Regions from separate parts of the Danio rerio genome. Here region 2 is linked to region 1. Evidence: chromatin contacts called from public Hi-C data. All regions are on one chromosome and are shown on one strand. The core of a region is the stretch at or near the end of the contact, and the rest is flanking DNA. Distances in the headings are between cores, read along the strand shown.

Evidence for each region. A called contact is a pair of places that touch in the nucleus more often than the background predicts.
Region 2: a contact with region 1 is called in a Hi-C map of an unstated tissue, with 4 times the contacts expected there. The contact joins the promoter of si:ch211-117c19.1 here to the promoter of setbp1 in region 1. A contact is called at or near these places in 1 of 18 Hi-C or Micro-C datasets (an unstated tissue) and 1 of 4 datasets of contacts at active chromatin or transcription factors (embryo).

What each region holds. Positions count from the first base shown.
Region 1 is chr5:56,146,257-56,150,279 of GRCz12tu, forward strand. setbp1 (SET binding protein 1) reads left to right here and starts at 2,479. Exons shown (of 4, transcript XM_005165675.6): 1 at 2,479-2,959.
Region 2 is chr5:56,621,620-56,625,265 of GRCz12tu, forward strand. si:ch211-117c19.1 reads right to left here and starts at 2,036. Exons shown (of 4, transcript XM_073951432.1): 1 at 1,743-2,036; 2 at 832-1,256; 3 at 471-748; 4 at 1-362. The coding sequence starts at 1,199.

The sequences.
Region 1 (4,023 bases), core at 1,229-3,728:
TGAACTTGTCAAAATTTGTCTAGCAAATTTTTATATATATATATATATATATATATATATATATATATATATATATATATATATATATATATATATATATATATATATATATATATATATGTATGTATATTTCTCTGAAAATGTCTTGTAAATTGAACAATTTCATGAATGATCTACAGACCTACATTATGTATGTTGTAGGTTCAGTTCCAATATGTACTGCAATATTGTTTAGAGTTGTGCACAGCTCTGCCCAACGAAACGTTATGTTTCTCAGTGGCTTTGGTGCATTTCTCACAACACTATTTACATTTGCACAACAGTTTATGCATTTCTCAAAACATTTAGTAATTTGTGCACATCCTAGAAGCAGTTTCTCATTCCTTCCAACAAATTGCAAATGCTTTTGGACATGCATCAATTGCTTTCATACAACTCTCCGCTATTTATAACATTATCATTTGGTTATGTCATGTCAGTCAAAATAAACTAAACTTGTGAATGCTGAATAGTCACTCCATATAAAACTAATAGTCCTCATTTCATTACTTGACTCATTACATACAAAAATGTTGAACTAGTTGTCAAAATCTGTCGAGCTAATTTTATATAAAAAAATTAAAATATTTATTTTCCTGTAAATGTCTTCAAAATTTAACAATTTCATGATTGATTTACACACCTGTCTGTGTATGTTGTAGGTTCAGTTCCGATATGCGCTGCAATATTGTTTACAGTTGTGCACAGCTCTACCCAAAGAAATTTTATGTTTGTTGTAAATAAGAATGTATTTATTCTTTTGCACAATGTTGTGAATAAATTAGAATTGTAAAGAGTATATGCAGTAAAAATGTTACAGTAAACATACATATTTCGTGTCTTGTACTCAGATACCTCACTAAATGCAGTGATGTCTAACTTTACTGTAGTTTTTCAAATGGCTGTGCAAATAGTATATAGTGTTGTCTTGAGCATTTTCTGGAAGTCTCACCAAAATCTGACGTCAATGGAGCAGTCTGGCGAAATTAAAAAATTAGGCTGATCCTGATTGGTCCTCATGCAGATGTAATGTACATCAAAATGTAGAGAGTAAACTGTCATAATGAATACATGACAAAGTCATTTGACTATCTTGTTCATCAACAATGGTGTCAGGATTTTTCATTTTGATGACACTGATACTTTTACTGACATAAATACTTGCTTTTGAGGAATGCACTATTCATTTTGAGCTTGTAACGTGCTTTTGCAGGTTATCAACTAGGTTTTGAGGTTTGTACTAATTGTTTTGGAAAATGCATTAACTGTTGTGCAGAAATGTACTAGTGTTGTGATAAATGCACCAAAGCGACTGAGAAAAACTACTTGTGTAACTTCTTTACTGTAGTTTTCAAATGGCAGTGTAGTGCTTTCTTCAGCATTTTCAGGATGTGTCACCAAAATCTGACTCTTACATCTGACTTTTTTACATTAACAGAGTAAACTGTCATAATGAAAACATGACAAAGCCATTTGACTATCTTGTTCATAAACAATGGTGTCAGGACTCTCATCTTGATGACACTGACACTTTCATTGACATACTTGCTTTTGAGGAATGAGTTTTCCATTTTGATCAAGTAACACGCTTTTGCAGGTTATCAACTAGGTTTTGCAGTTTGTTCTAAATGTTTTGAGAAATGCATTAACTGTTTTGCGAATGTAGTATTGTAAGAAACGCACCAGAGCGACAGAGAAAACTGTAAAAATATAATAAATAAATAAATAATGAATAAATAAATAAATAACCGAATTTTGATTGATTTAACAAATAAACATGTTGTACTGAAGAAAAATGGCAAAAACAAACATACATTTTCAGCAATACATTTCCAAGTGGACAAAATAAACAAATCAAGCAAACATGTGAACAGACAAATAAATATATTGCTCTATGCAAACACAAAACCAGAAAAACTGTTATACAAATACAAAAAAATACAAATATTCTGGAAAGTGAGATAAGAAATTAAAAAAAAAAAAAAAACATATTTTGGGCTTAAGCAGAAAGGCATAAAAAATACAAATATGCTGTAATTAAACATATAAACTAAAACTGAAAATTGAAAATATAAACAAACAAACAAATAAATAATGAATAAAAAAACATAAAAATTGTATACAACACGCTTAGCAAGACAGACAGACAGATAGACAGATAGACAGATAGACAGATAGATAGATAGATAGATAGATAGATAGATAGATAGATAGATAGATAGATAGATAGATAGATAGATAGATAGATAGATAGATAGATAGATAGATAGATAGATAGATAGATAGATATCTTGTTCCACAGGTAGATGGCGCAGGTGAGCGAGCAGCAGCCAGGACAGGTCTGTCAGTCAGAGCGTTTGCCCAGATCAGACTCAGAGAGCAGAAGCACACACACACACACCAACCATCAAAAACTACTGCGGGAGTCCAGCAAGAGTCACATCACACTCGCTGAAGTCCAGAAGCAACACACGTTCAGCCGCGGGAACGCCGGAGTCCGCGTTTCTCCTGGATATATTTGCCCCGCACGACCGGCGAGTCACGGAAAGCAGGACTTTGGACATAACTGTGGATCGTAAGAGCAGATTTGTTTTCTCCGCAGTGGGAAGGCTCGATCCTCCCCCCGAGCCTGAGGATTTGAGAGGGAAGCAATGCAGTGCTGAGACTGACTGTACACCATATTTCTGCTCCAGTCCACATTTCATCTGAATCTGCAGACGCATTTCACCCATCGACCGCAGATCGACCGCTCTTCATTTCTTTCCTCCCGAAAAAGAAATCCAACTCGAGATTAGGACTGACGCCATTTTAAAGCGATAAAAAACCGCTTGAGTTTTGAGGGATTGTAAAGTGCTTGTCATGATCTAGTAAATGGATTTACTCTCGTAGACTTCAGCAGCAGCAGCAGCAGCAGCAATGGGTGAGTTTAACCTTAGCACTATGCCATTTTGATCAGATTATTTATTTTTGTTTCTGAGGCATGCGATTAACGTGACGTTACAGGCGATGCACTTAAAATCTGCAGAGCTTTTTTACCTGAAGAAAAAGGTAGACCACCGCCAGCATTGCCTGAATTGTTCAACATAAACAAAACTCAATCTCCATTATCAGTAATAAATCATTAGTAACAGTTTCATTTACTACAGAGGGTGAATGTTTTATCTAACTCACCCCGAAGCTGCAATTGCAACACTGGGAGAATACCTTGAGCTGTATGTTCTGATATATAATGGCATATTCATAGGAAGAGGCATTATTCAGCGTAATTTACTGTAATCGTGGCCATGCATCAGTTTCCCGCTGATAGAGTAGGCGTGTGTTTGCACTGTCAAGCGCCTATAGTAATTTCCACTATAAGCCACCGTGTAGGCTTTGCTTTCCATGTCACTTGTGTTCTTCTTACTCATCGCAGACGGGATGTGTCACAAAACCTCACTAGCTGTCTACCTAGACCGCGTTTTTTGGGGCGTTTTGTTTCCCTAGAATGCTGGCAAGAAAGAGTCTCGCTAGGTTTTGAGACACCTCAGCGTTTTGTGTTAATGATGCAACTGTTGACCTAAGTGTTAGGTTTCCTATCTGATCTGTCATAAGGTTGCATGGTCAAATTACCCTTTGCTGACATTTGCCAAGATCAGATACTATTCAGAACGTGAGTTGCAGTTATTATTAATGTTTTCTATATTTAGCCTATCAGATTTTAAATGGTGTTTTAAATGGTTTGGTTGGAGCAAATCTGTGGCTAATTGCAAAAAAGGCATTTTGATAACATTTTTGACCTGGGCCAGGATTTTCTGTTCGAAACCCAAAACAAACCAAATAAACTAAACATTATACTATTAATTAAATGATGCAGTGTTTAAATGTAGACGATAACACTAGGTTGTAGTGATAAATGACATAATTATTGGTGTTTTAGAAAATTGGTTATATTGAAGTACTGAGCCATAAAAATGGACTGAAAAAATCTTAAATATCAATTTCTGT
Region 2 (3,646 bases), core at 786-3,285, 470 kb after region 1:
AAACTTAATAGGATCCAACTCAAACTCCCCATAGCCACTGGGATATCTATCATACAGCTCCAATTGACTGCAATTAAAGCCATGTTTTTGGATATCAGCAGCATATTTTAAAACACTTTCTTGGTTGACTTCTTCTAGAGCTCCTGTAGACCAGATTGGTTGTTTGAAAACAGCTTCTGATGGAACCTTATTGGGCTTGTTGAAATATCGACGGACCATGTACTTGTGTAAAGAAGTGACATCAGGCCCAACACATACACGGTAGCTTAGTGTTACACGATGGGGATTACCAGGGTCAGGTCTGTAAGGACTGTCATTGTATCGAGCCTGAAACCACAGAGTTCTGTTTGTTTCATCCCAGCCTAGATGAAAAGGAACAGAATCGCTAATTTTTATTGCTGTAGCATTTGAAGAAAGCCAGTAGCGTTCTAAGATGCCACCAAATGCCTGATGATTTGTTTTGATATCACCTGTTATGAAAGGTTTGGGTGCATGTTGTCCTTTCAAAACCATTGGCCAATGCTGTGACCACATCTCCGCACCACCATACCAATGTGATGCACCGCAGGACATGACATGCTCTACAGACCCATGCTCATTCAACTCATCCCAGCGGACACGATAGCACTCAACTGTGTCTTTAGGCTTCACCATTTCAATGAAGAAATGTACATTCCCTGAATTGGACTTGTCACAACTGAGAATCTGTCCCTCTTTCAAACAGGAGTCCAGATCTAGGGTTCCAGACCTAAAATGCACAATAAGAAACAGTGTGAACTCTAATCACAACCATGTGAATACAAATAAACAAGACTGTTTTAAAAAGCGTACCTGAATGCCATTTTAAATATGACAACCCCAGCTTGATTTCTGATAGCAAACCCATCCTTGTTAAGGTCTAATCGTTCAGTCGTCAGACAACTGGCCTTGTGAAAAGAGGCAGAGTAGTCACACCATGCCACTATAGCAGCAAAAACAAGTATGGCTCCTAGTGCACTTGCTTTTATGACTGGGCGGCTTGGTCTGCCAACTCTCTTCTTCTTAGGTGGTGGGCAACGGCTTATGGCACCAATGCCAATATCTCCAACAGTTGCTGATACAATTTGGTACATCTTCACAGCATTCTTATGCACAAAGTTCTCTGTAAAATATTTGTATTTTGTGAGCAGAAAGCAGACTGTTTTAGGCAGACTGCACATGGGCTGCACATAGTTGAATAAGCAGCTGGCCAGGACAGCTTGAATATTTCGTCATGCCTAGACAAAATAAAGAAAAATATATATAAAATCATGCAAATATTTTTAAAAGACAATAAAATGTTTAAAAATAATGTTGTCAGGGCTGTGATTTAAATTCGTAATCAAATCAAACTGCTGGAGAAGTTACAAACCCAAGAAAATGCAAAGTCATTATTGTATTAAATGAGAACGGCAATTATTTCCCAGAGATGGGTTGTGGCTGGAAGGGCATCCGCTGCGTAAAAACTTGCTAGATAAGTTGGCGGTTCATTCCGCTGTTGCGACCCCGGATTAATAAAAAAGGGACTAAGCCGACAAGACAATGAATGAATGAATGAGAATGGCAATTAATATACATATTTCATGTTAATAAAGTTCACTAGACGTAAAGGTTTAGATTAACGTAAGATAAAATAAAACATAAAAGAGAAGCTTTTTGTATTTTTGTTCATACAATTCAAGTCAATTTAACTGTAAATAAAGATTCTCTTGTCCTTTACTCACCTTTTTGTGATTCCAACTCTTTGTTCTGTGGAAAAATAAAAAATATTTCAAGAAATCTCTGTCCATACAATTTAAGTCAGCGGTAACAACACCCTTACTATTTTTTTTTAAATAAGTATATTCTACAGAAGTAAAAGTCATACATGTTTGAAGGATGATTCTGATTAAATTATGACAGAATTCCCCTTTTTGGGTAGGCTAAACTAACCCTTACAGTAAATAAAACATTTCTGTGCATATGAGAGAACCTATCTTTTGTTCCTGCACTACAGCCTCTGAAGTGCTCTGGGCAATGTGGGCATGTATTGACCATACTGTTTATACATTCCTGTGATGTAACAGGCACACTATTGATTGAGCCTTTTGATTTCCCCCCCCCTTTTTTACCATCAAATAAAAGCATCTACTATTATTGAAAAAAAAAAAGGGGGATTGTAATTTCAATGTTGTGGGACTGGAATTATTACCTTTATAAGTTAGTTCAGCATTACTCTCAGTGAAAAAAAGAAAAAAAAGGAAAAGAGTTCTTAACACATACTGTTGTGGATGTTTTCATCCACTCTGGGGTGATTCTGCAATTAAATTTAGCCATAACTTATTCTGTGTTTCAGCTCGCATAATGATTTTTGGTGAAAAATCTTATTTAGAAACATATTTTAAGAAATTACAGAGTGTAAGAAAGATACACTCTGTTACTACCCTTGCATTATGTTTGGGTTGAAAACATCCACTCAATTAAACTATTATATATATTAATATTATATATTAAAAAATTATGTATTTTCAAAATAAAAGTTAGGTGTAAACTGGAATTTTGTAAGGCAAGGCAAGGCAAGGCAAGTTTATTTATATAGCACATTTCATACACAATGGCAATTCAAAGTGCTTTACATAAACAAGAATAAAAGAAACAAGTAAAATAAAATAATGTACCTGTTGTCAAAGTCTTGGACATGTGAAACAGCATTGCTTTTGATGCATTGATTTTTTTCTTCTTTTTTTTCTTCCTAATTTTCTGTTGGTGTCTTCCTTTTAAACCACATCTTTTGATTGAAAAGCCATGATGCCACATAATCATGCATTTTTGACTGTTGGTGGTTTCCCTGTTGGGAATAGGTGAAATTTGTAATTTTTACTGTTGATCATCAGTTGGCACCAATAACCCTGTAAAATAAGCCTGTGCACAAAGAAAAGCTTAGCTTCTGGATTTTATATAAAGTATAACAGCAAATTAAAGTGTGTGTGTTTTTGTGTCTAAGTGTGTGACTTTTACGCACTTCCCTTAACATCAAAATAGGCATCTCAGTTCTCAGACCTACATGCAGTAAATAAAAACAAATACTGTGTGTATATGCACTATCAAATGTATGCCCAATGTATGTTTCATCAATAGAAGTCAATGGGGCAAAAAAAGCCACCAACAGTAAAGGGAGAAAAAACGAAAATCTAACAATGCATCAAAGCCAACATTGTTACTAATCGTTCACATGTCCAAGACTGTGATAAAAGCAAAAATATATGAATAAATAAATCCAGCCCACAACCACCTTTTATATTACAAATATGCTATTTTTTCACGAAATCAGTGACATAATTTATGATCTTGGCAATTGAAGAGTTAAAATCACGTAATTTTTAAAAACATTTAGTAGTTTTGATCAGGACAGAGGTTGATTATCAAATTTATGCACAAAAAACTGATGCATTTTTACAGCAGTTTTATTTAGTGGATGATTTTATTCAAAATATAACAAAAGGGTAGTCAATTTGAACAGTGTACAAGGGTTAACAAGTGCTCTCTAAAACATCACCTGACAGATGTATGTTACACAGCTGCTTGATAACTAACAATTAAGTATATAATGTTTAGCTAGTATTATTCATTCAGAGATATTCACTTTGGA